2 separate regions of the Lactuca sativa genome follow, and region 1 is linked to region 2. A link is a contact called in public Hi-C data. All regions are on one chromosome and are shown on one strand. Each heading gives the region's core, a stretch centred on a gene start, on an enhancer-like site or on the middle of the called end of the contact. The rest is flanking DNA. Distances are from core to core; before and after follow the strand shown. Region 1 holds the start of LOC111896985 (kinesin-like protein KIN-12B). Region 2 holds the start of LOC111896908 (ras-related protein RABA5c).

Region 1 (5,732 bases), core at 1,795-4,294, 580 kb before region 2:
CTTGTTGAGTTGATTCGACTGGGTTGACTCATTTGACTTTGTGGGTTTACTAGTGGACTTTAACTTTGACTTTGATCGAGTTTGACCAAGTTTGACCTTGAGGGTATTTTTCGTTTTGATGGAATTTGTCATTTAATGGAAATAGGTATCGGTTAGAGAGCTGAGATTTGGAGTTGGGCCTTATCAGTTCTATTCAATTTGCGAGGTGAGTTTTCCTCACTGCTCTTATGGGTCGAAGGCACCAAGTCCAACCCTTTGGATTGTTATCTTGGTTTATCGTATGATTTTGTACTGTAGTGATTTGTTAGATCTGTACCCTGGTAGATAGGATGTTAGCATGCGGTAGTGATCTCTAAATCTGCCTGTTTGTCTGATGCCTAGTTATATGTTTATTATTTATGTGTATGTCAACATGTCATGGTTGGTTAGGTTGAAGCGGTCCCGCTTTGTGCCGAAGGCCAAGACATCCAGGGCGGACTAGATAGACTGTAGGCCCTACGAGGCGGTCCAGTTAGGCCGAAGGACCGGAGGACGGTCCAGATATGCTGAAGGCCCGGTGCGGCGGACCAATCATGTTAAAGGTCATGTGAGCGGTCCAAATAGGCCGAAGGCCTGTAAGGGGTCCAGTCATGCTGAAGGCTCTGTGTGCATGTTGTTTTATATGTGTTATTTGTTTGTATGTTGATACTTTAGGGGACCTCACTAAGTTTTGGGCTGACAATTTTGGGTTATGTTTCAGGTACCTCAGATGATCGCGGGAAGGCGGAGGTGTAATCATGCACCTCCCCGTGTTTTGTTTTATGATTTTGGGAAAACTCTGATATTAAACATGTTTTGAAAACTATTTTGTAAACAATGATGATTTCTGGATTGGTTTTAAACGTTCAAAATTCTCTTGAATTTTATGGATGCTACAACTTGCTACCAAAAGCTTTGAAGAAGGAATTCAAGATTGTTTACTACAATAATCATCAAGGTAAATTTTCATCCTTATAAATTAGGTGTCATATACAAAAAGTTTTGTAGGATGATAGTTCATAGTATGTTGCCTTTACGTGAAAGACATAGATCCTTCGTAGGTTGCATGTGCCCTAATCATTTAACTGTTAAATGTTTTTCTGTTTAATGTGTCAACAAACTTTTCCTATCATTTTTTAACAAAGCATAATTGGTACGCATTGGCTACGACATAGCTGCACAACATTGTTTTTACTTGAGCTGGATCTTTAAATCTCATACCAAGTATGAGATTTTGTTTCTTCCAGTATGTTGACTCATTAAAAATGACATGAACTTGACTTCTGGGTTCACTTCCGTCCTCATCTTCTACATCATAGTTGGTATCCTCCTGCTCCCCCTCTTCTTGGGAACACAAGTTAGTCAAGAATTCATCATTACATGTCCTATTCATAATAATTATTTCCTCATTAAAATCCACTATCACATCCATAGGGTACCTATATCATCATCCCCACCACTAATGTAAGAGTCATGGTCATCATCTCCTCCTTCTGACTCAAACATATCATCTATTCCATCATCAATATGGTCCATATAAAAGGGATATTTGACCATCAATTCCATATGCATCAAAGATGGAACCTGCATATTCCATTTCATTCTAGATAGGTATAAGGCCACTCAAAAGGGGATCACCTGGCTCATTTTAGTATAACTTCTTACAATGTAGTTGCATGCAACGTTCGAGAAAAGTAATACATTTTGAGCGTGTCATACCGGAAAAATCATGATCTGTGAAGATGAATTTCATACTGTTAGTGTAAAATAAAGGACGATGAATAAACACCCCCTTAAAGTTCAGTTCAACTAACGAAAATATCGCATTGGGGTTCGAGGCTGACATAACTTCTTCTTCCTCCTACTTCACTTTGATCTGTGGAGGAATTGTAAACCACAACTCTGGTCGAAGGTTTTGGAGTATTGCTAATGAAAATGAAGACTACGAGTTGAACTTAAGTCCCTCTCAATTACACTCAACTCGTCTCATTTAAGTTGATAAATATGTGTAATTGCTATCGTGACCTACAATTTTCTTTTTATTCGTTTTTCTAATTAACACGTAAGCAAAGTAATCGGTTCATCTAATATTCTTGGTCAAAATGGCGTAGTTGACGGATAATTTGAAAGTTGAGGGATTAATTGCGCCAAAAAAAACTTGAGTGACCAGTCTGGGAAAAAACCAAAACTTAGTTGTGCTACAATGTCAATTTCCCGTTATTAAATGTCTCCTTCGAAAATATGTCACCAAGTATTACCTTCGAAAATTATATTAAATCTTCAAAACTTTTTTTGAAAAATGATTGGTTATTATATGTCCCCAAATATGTCACCAAGTAGTACCTTCTTAAATTACTTGTTATTTTTGAAAAATGATTGGTTATTATATGATATGTGTTTCTTTTACATGATCGATGTGTCAATATCCATATAGTCCATGTGTCAATATCCATATACAATAATTCTTAAATAATTTGTGGTCGTTCTTGTAATTATATATTATAGTTAATCATTTTGTGCGAATAATTATGCTTTGAATTAATTTTTAATGTTTGAACATCACAATAATTATTTTTAGAAAAAAAAAGAAAAAATCTCTAAAAACCATTTTATGTTCTAAGGTTTGATTAAATTAATGCTTCGTAACTATTTTATGTTATGGTTTTTTAAAAAAAAAATTAATAAGTTTTATATGAGATCATTCAATTGGTTTTAATAGATATTTTCAATAAAAACACATTGATGTATCCTAGTTTTAATTAAAATACATTGCAATAAAATGGTTATGAAATTAATTATTGCTATGAAATGGCTATGTAATATTAATTTTGGCAAAATCAGAATATTAAATGATTTTAATAAATAAAAATATAATATAAGAACTTTTTTGATTATTGAGAAATAACATCTTGAGTTTTTACGAGGTTAAGAAAAACACATCCATAAACGCCCTTAAATTGTAAAGATGTAAGGTATTAATTGCAACTTGCTTTAAGTTAAAGGGTGAAAATTGAATTTTTAGTCATCAGAAGAACGTTAGAGGAAACTCCATCGTCCCCATTTCGATTTCAAATTATTTCCTCTTTCAAAACCCTCTCCAACGGCTAATTTTCTCATTCTCTCTCTACAGTCCCCCCTCTCTACTCTGTAGGATAATCCTTTTCTCTACACACTGGATTAGGGTTTGTGAAGATGAAGAAGCCACCTAGAAGCCCGATATTGAGAGAGACTTCTTTCGATATGCCACCACAAAACCCTAGTTCAATGAAGCAGAATAGATCTTCAAATCGAAAACAGAAATCTTCCAAGGAAAATGCTCCGCCTTCCAATACGAACGTCATTCCAGATTCCTCTCATAATCCTTCTTTCACTGGTAAACCCTCTCCCTCAGTTGCTAGTAAATTGAAATCCCTGCTCCCACCGAGACCTCCTTCATCAAATCCTCTCAAGCGGAAGCTTGGTACTGAGTTTCAACCTGAAAATGGTGTCTCTGGATCTTCTGATACAGGGGTTAAGGTATGCATTTTTAAACCCTAATCCAGTGTTTTTTTTTTTGCTGGAAAATGTTTACAGTTTGCAGCCTTACAAAATGTCAGCTGAATCTGAAGTTTTTCTTTAGGTTATTGTAAGAGTGCGACCACAGAGTAAAAATGAAGAGGGAGAAACGATTGTTCAGAAGACTTCTGGTGATTCATTGTCGATACTTGGACAACAATTTACTTTTGATCATGTAGCAGACACAACCGCAACTCAGGCAAGTGGATTGTTCTTGTTAATTTAGTTTCCTTTTATATAAAAAACTCAGATTTTTTACTAATATTCTCGCCAAATGGTTTTTTCTTTCAGATAGATATATTCCAGCTTGTGGGAGCTCCTCTTGTTGAGAATTGTCTTGCTGGATTCAACAGTTCTATATTTGCATATGGACAGGTATCATTTCGTGTTTCCTTCATAGAAATAAGCTTTTAACGCTCCTATTTGTCTTAATTCATCACTGTACATTTGATTTTCATAGACTGGTAGTGGAAAGACCTTCACAATATGGGGACCCACCAATGCATTGTTGGAAGAAAATTCATCTAGCGATGAACAAGGCTTGACACCCAGAGTTTTTGAACGACTATTTTCTCGCATAAATGAGGTAACTTTACACATCTTTTTTATGGGTCCCAACCCCTTCTTACCTTGAAAAAGCAGGGTCAATTATGTAACTTTATCTCATGATTTACTTATTTCTTGTAGGAACAAGATAAACATGCTGACAAACAACTTATGTATCAGTGTCGCTGCTCTTTTCTTGAGGTAATAATCAATATGATCATTTATGATTGTTTGTTCTCACTTCATACTGATCCCAAAACATTTTATTTTCAGATATACAATGAACAAGTTACTGATTTGCTGAATCCATCACAAAAAAACCTTCATTTAAGAGAAGATACCAAAACCGGTGTTTATGTTGAAAATTTAACCGAATCTTCTATTTGCAATATGAAAGATGTGACAGAACTTCTCAAAAAGGTGTGTGATTTGTCAATTATCACTTTTATATGGTATCTTCTGCATTTGACTAATAGTCAAACACATTCAGAAAGCATATAATTTTCTAGAAATCTCGTTGATAATATAAAAATTATGCAGGGTTTGTCAAATAGGAAGACTGGAGCAACAAGTATAAATATAGAAAGTTCCCGCTCACACAGTGTATTCACTTGTGTTGTTGAGTCACGCTGCAAGGTAATAATAAGATTGTAATAATTGTAATGCGAAAGGGCATAATTGTAATTTGTAAATTCCCATTGTTTAGAGCATGGATGGATTGAGCTGCTTGAAAACAAGTCGAATGAATCTTGTTGACCTTGCTGGATCAGAGAGACAAAAGTCAACTGGTGCAGCTGGAGATCGTTTGAAAGAAGCTGGAAATATCAACCGGTCACTTTCACAGCTAGGGTATATTTGTCATTCAACTAAAATATGTATTTACATAAATATAAAAGTATTTATATTTATGGATGTTGGATTGACAGAAACTTGATCAACATTCTAGCTGAAGTATCACAAACAGGAAAGCAAAGGCATATTCCTTACAGAGATTCCAAATTGACATTTTTGTTGCAGGAATCTCTTGGTGGAAATGCAAAACTTGCTATGATTTGTGCCATTTCTCCAGCACAAAGGTATGAAAAGTTGTTATAAGATTTGCTATAATAGACAAATGACAAAATGACAAATCTACCCTTTTTTATTTCAGTTGTAGAAGTGAGACATATAGTACATTAAGATTTGCTCAACGTGCAAAAGCTATAAAAAACAAAGCAGTTGTTAATGAACAAATGCAAGATAACGTGAATACATTGCGTGAAGTGATACGTCAATTAAGGGTATGTTTTTTTTATCTCCTTTTTGTATTAAGTTGGAGGAATTAATAAAAACTAACTTGGGATTTTTTTATTTTTTTTATAAAAGGATGAACTTGTACGTGTAAAGGCAACAGGAAACCAAGGTGACACGTGTGGAGGGTATTCAACAGGGTGGAATGCTCGAAGAAGTTTGCATCTTTTGAAATTTACCCTCAATTGTCCAATGATTTTACCTCGTGTAGATGATGATGGAGATGAAGAAATGGAAATTGTTAAAATGGAAGAAGATAAAGTTTCTGAGGATATTACTGATGTTAAAATGGCAATTGTTCCATCTACTACTGAAGATAATCA
Region 2 (5,301 bases), core at 1,894-4,393:
TATTTAGATTGGACAAGTAACCCACCTTTAAACAATATAGTCTCACCCTTGATAACGGGTGTATGTACATCCATTTTTCTTGTTTAGTATCACCTATGAAGACTTTTGGAAAACACCTGTAGACATTTTAAATCTTGTTTAGTATCACCTATGAAGACTTTTGGTCCACATTTTCATGAAAACAAATAACATCAAAATCTCTTAATCTCACCGAAGCAAAGTTGTCGATAGAAGATCTTCCGCATGATCTATGAGAAGCAGATATCGAGTTTGATTTTAAAGAGGTGTGGAGGCTTTCTTTTTCGTTCGATTTGAATGACACGTGATTTAGGTCTGATTTCATTAGGTTCGTTGGGTTCAGCAGAGATAGGCTCAGCAGGGGGCATTCGATGATCCAAATTTAAAGACCCAATGCTTTCCCTGGGCCCAAAAGACTCTTCTGGATTTCCTCTGATGGATCCAACCCATTACCAAATGTTCCAAACTTCTAATCACCATAAAGAAATTAGGATACTACAACCGAAACGCCATTCCTATAATTTTAATCCAAGTCTTTGCAATTTGCATTGTCACATACTAGGGCTGTCAAATCGGATAGTTATGTCGTGTTTTTGTCTGACATGACACGACACGACAATGTTTTGTATAACACGACAAGGTTTTGTATAACACGAACACGACACGACACGATGTCGTGTTTTTTTTCATTAATACAAAAACGAACAAATTAAAACACGACAACACGACACGACAAATATAATATTACATAACTATTAGTGTATTTCGTTCATACTTAAAGCTATATAACACGACAAAAACGACAAACTCGAAAAACATGACAACCACATGCTTAATCGTGTCGATTTATGAACACGAACACGAGACGACATCGTGTTTTTTAATCTTGACACAAACACAAATTCAAATTTTGATTTTGTCTCGATTTCGTTTCGTCTTATGTATTTTTGTCGTGTCGTGTCATAAATTGACACCCCTATCACATACCCTAAGCCACGATATAACCAAGTACTCTAGTAGTTTTTATTTTATTTTCTGTTAGAAATTTCTTTTGCTTGGCATGTATCTCCAAAATACATATAATCATACAGGATCTGAATTTTTAAGAGATGATAATTTTTAAAATCTAATCTTTTAAGAGATCAGAGTGGGAGGGAAAATGGACGCACAGAAAGAGAAGCGGAAAAAAAGTTTTCGAAAAATTAGCGTATATCCAAAACCTGCTCTTTTTTTTTATATATATTTAGATACGACTCATTCTTTTAAAAATTAAGAGGCTATGACAATGAGAGATAAAAATTAGGAGGCTAGTATATGCTCTTAATCTCTTAATTAAAAAAATTAAGAGACTACCACACGACCTTTAATATATCTAATTGCAATGACATAATACATGTCTTTGAGCATGGACAGAACCTTGTCGAACATTACCAACTCTTTGACTTCTCCAATGAGACATCTCTTAAGATTTCTATCATGCTCTCACTCTTGATGTTTTTAAAATGATAATTATTGTTTTCAAGGTAATATAATTTTTTTCTTAATCTAGTTTTATTTTAATATTTTTTTTATTTAATGTTATGTATACCCATTGTTATTGTTGTTTAATTTAGAATATTGGTCTTTTCGACATTTTCAATTATTTAAAAGATAGTTTTCCAACCTTTTATATAACAAATAATGATTTTAACTTTTTAATTAACAAATAATGATGTTTAACCTTTTAATTAACAGATGAAGATAATTAATAAAATCTAAATTTATCACTTTTTTGTTATTAAAAATGAATAAATAAACATTCTCAAGCAATTAAAATGCTTTCAGTTAAGTTTTTGGATGTGATGAACAAAAAATTCAAATTAATGTAGATACATAAATAGATATATAATTATATATGCAGTTTGTCAAATCAACATGGTTAAAAAAACAAAAAAAAATGGCAAATTTTACCATTCACGTAATAAAATCCAACAAAATAAATTTAATTTCGAAAAATAATCAAGAAAAGAATACGAAAAATCAAGAACAACAAGAGTATCTGGTTTGATCTTGCTTAGATCCAGCATCACCATCATTTGGAAGAGTGACCCTGTTTAAAGATAACTCGGCTTTATATGAATCTGAATTCAAAACTTTTCTGCTAACATTGTTGTAAATCTCACGAATCACCATTTCAAAAGCTGTTTTCACATTTGTTGAATCGAGTGCTGATGTTTCCATGAAGAACAATCCGTTTTTTTCTGCAAGGTTCTTGCCATCTTCAACAGACACAGCTCTGATGTTGTTCAGATCGCATTTGTTTCCCACTAACATTCTTGCCACTGTTGTCTCTGAATGAGCTGCATTATAAGGAATGAAATCTGTTAAAGGAATTGGAATTTGAAATTGGATATGACAAATTCAGGATTTGAACTGGAAGATCCCAAATTATGAATCCAATCAGAGTTTTTCTACATGGGATTAAATCACATCACCTCAGATTCATGTGATCATGTCCATAAGTGTTCAAATTCAGTCAAAAACATTTTCAAAACACTTGTATGCATCTCGATCTAGCTAGAAACGATTCAAATGAATTGATCCAAAGCACATAATGAACGAATTAAGCTAAAGCAAAACGAGATCAGATCGTAGTAAATTAAACTCACTATTGAGCTCCTCGAGCCATCGGGAGACGCTATCGAATGTGGTGCTCCGGGAAATATCGTAAACAATTAGGGCACCAACGGCACCACGGTAGTAAGCGGAGGTGACTGCACGGAAGCGTTCCTGGCCTGCGGTGTCCCAAATCTGAGCCTTGACCTCCTTCCCGTCGATTTCCATGCTCTGAGTTTGAAACTCGACTCCGATTGTAGCTTTGGAATGCATATTGAACTCATTTCGAGCGTAACGAGATAGCAGGTTTGATTTTCCGACTGCTGAGTCTCCGATGATGACTACTTTGAACAAGTACTCCTCTCCTTCGTCGTCCGATGAGTCCATTTTTGTGGAGTTGTGATCTGTTGGTGAAATTAAGAAAGATTTGGGGTTTAATTGTTTGATTGAATTTGTAATTTTGTAGTTGTGATTCTGATTTGGGAGGGTGGACAGCAAGAAACGGTTGAAGAAAGGCTGGCAGAGTTGCAGAGACAGAGATGCTTTTATTATTGGACCCCATTTTCGGCCGCCAAATTACTCAAAAAAATTATAAAGAAAAAAGAAAATGCAAATTTCCTCCATATGATATTTAATAAAATATTTTTAATTTCACAAGAAGTCAATCTTTCACCACTATTTCGTTCTATATTTGTTACTTTTCAATAAAAATGCTATACATAAAAGATATTAAAAAAAAAACACCACTAACAATGAAAGATAATCCCAATTGGAATGAGGTATGAGAGGTAATGATGTGGTCGTGTTTTTTTTTTTTTTTTTTTAAATATATATTTTATTATATACCTCTTCTATTTTATTCTAATTGGAATTACCAATGAGTTTGCTATTATAATGATAACGTGTAAATAGGAGAATAGAAAATTAAGTCATGTTACTTCATCAAGAAGCATAGAATAACACAGAGAATAAAACATAATACTAAACTAAACAAATAAAGTGTTTCAAATTAAATTAAACACAAATAGTTTTCCAAACAACTTAAAAACCCAATTGTTATCTACCATTAGAAGCCTTAGACTCTACCAAGATACCATCGGATCCCTTCTCACTCTTGTCCATTGAAATCCTAAACAAGAATCCTCACATTCTCATATACATTTTACCACATTTAGTTATCTATGTATTTCTCATATGATTAGCATTTTATGCAACTCTCAATTTTGTGTTATCACAACATAAATACCAATTGGGTTATAATACTAATTGTTTTCCTTACTATGAAAGATAAAGTTTTTCATTAATCATTTAAATGGTAGATCCACGATATAAGCTTCAATGACTCCTTCGAATAGTTCATTGGGATGAGTTGTTTTCGACATTTTTGGGATCATTTGCATGACAAAGATTGATGTAAAAAATTTAATACATCCGAGAGCATATAAGATATTGTTGGTAATTCTAATATCCAATAATGATTTATGTGAGCTAACATTTATATTTGATGTTGTGAAAATGTCAGTTGGGTTCCTTTATGATGTTACCTTCCAAATGATCGATCGGATACATCAAGTAGCGTGACACAACGCCATGAATCCAATCGAAAAAATTATGTTCAAGCCTAATGTTATAGATGAACTTTATGAAGGCTATCCATTAACAAGCTTATGGGGCCTATGTAGATTGTTATGACGAGTGCTTGAATTTTTTTTGTCTTGTAGCGAGAGGCACCAGAAGTAATATTCATTAAAAAATTCACATAATTTACCAAAGGATATTATCTGTAGTTGAGACTTGAGATTGATCTAAAATGGGCTAGTTCCATGAAAAGTTTTTTATGTCTACATGTTCCAAAAATAAAATTAGTTAATGAATAATAAGAGGGCGTGAGAAAGGGTGCAAAATGGTCATTTTAGGTATTTAGATTTCGTTTGACTATTGTTAAAGGACTATCACGACAATAGTTAGAACATTTGAAAATATTGTGAAAATATGCATACTTTTGCTTAAATAGATTGTTACGATGAATGCGATACAATATAATTAATCGGACCCACGAAGAAATAGATCATTCAAATAAGATTTTTCAAAGTTTCATGAAAGATCTCCTAAAATATCTTCAAAATAGTCTAGGAGTACGTTCAAACAGACTTTATCATTAACTTCATTCTCACTTGGTTGAGCATATTTGATCAAATAGTGATGACGGATAAAAACATTACTACATTGTAATTTTTTTTTTCTTGCTATAATGAGAAACTATGATTTATGTACTAGTTAAACTTCCAACATATTCATTTATATAAAAAAATGGTAAATACGATATAAATTGAAATTAATATGACCATAAGTCCATAAATAAGTTAAGAATTTTGCTTTTATTATAACGAAAATATATTAAGAACTTCGGTTGTTGAATTGATGCAAATTGACATAAAGATTATAAAAATGATATATCTTTTCCCTTTTGCACTAACCTTCCACTTGGGTAGCTCTTTGCTAACAAGTAATTTATCTGTTTTACATTAAAGTTGACTATCGGGTATGAGTGGATTGTTTTGTTAGGATTCAATATTCGGACCTTGGATAATACTTGATTATTTAAATTTGATTTTAATTTTAAAAAATTCAGAATCAAACGTTCACATCAAGTTTAAGACCTAAAAGATTGGTAAGAATTTTTCGAAA

The links. Hi-C and Micro-C count contacts between places; a contact is called where the count stands out from the background.
Region 1: a contact with region 2 is called in a Hi-C map of seed, with 6 times the contacts expected there. The contact joins the promoter of LOC111896985 here to the promoter of LOC111896908 in region 2. A contact is called at or near these places in 4 of 4 Hi-C or Micro-C datasets (bud, leaf and seed).

What each region holds. Positions count from the first base shown.
Region 1 is chr1:89,243,656-89,249,387 of Lsat_Salinas_v11, reverse strand. It overlaps LOC111896985 (kinesin-like protein KIN-12B), which reads left to right and starts at 3,044. Exons shown (of 15, transcript XM_023892961.3): 1 at 3,044-3,534; 2 at 3,638-3,772; 3 at 3,865-3,948; 4 at 4,034-4,159; 5 at 4,261-4,320; 6 at 4,393-4,539; 7 at 4,660-4,755; 8 at 4,826-4,968; 9 at 5,046-5,195; 10 at 5,270-5,399; 11 at 5,485-5,732. The coding sequence starts at 3,211.
Region 2 is chr1:88,662,877-88,668,177 of Lsat_Salinas_v11, reverse strand. LOC111896908 (ras-related protein RABA5c) reads right to left here and starts at 3,143. Exons shown (of 2, transcript XM_023892876.3): 1 at 2,667-3,143; 2 at 1,861-2,357. The coding sequence starts at 3,000. The coding sequence ends at 2,038.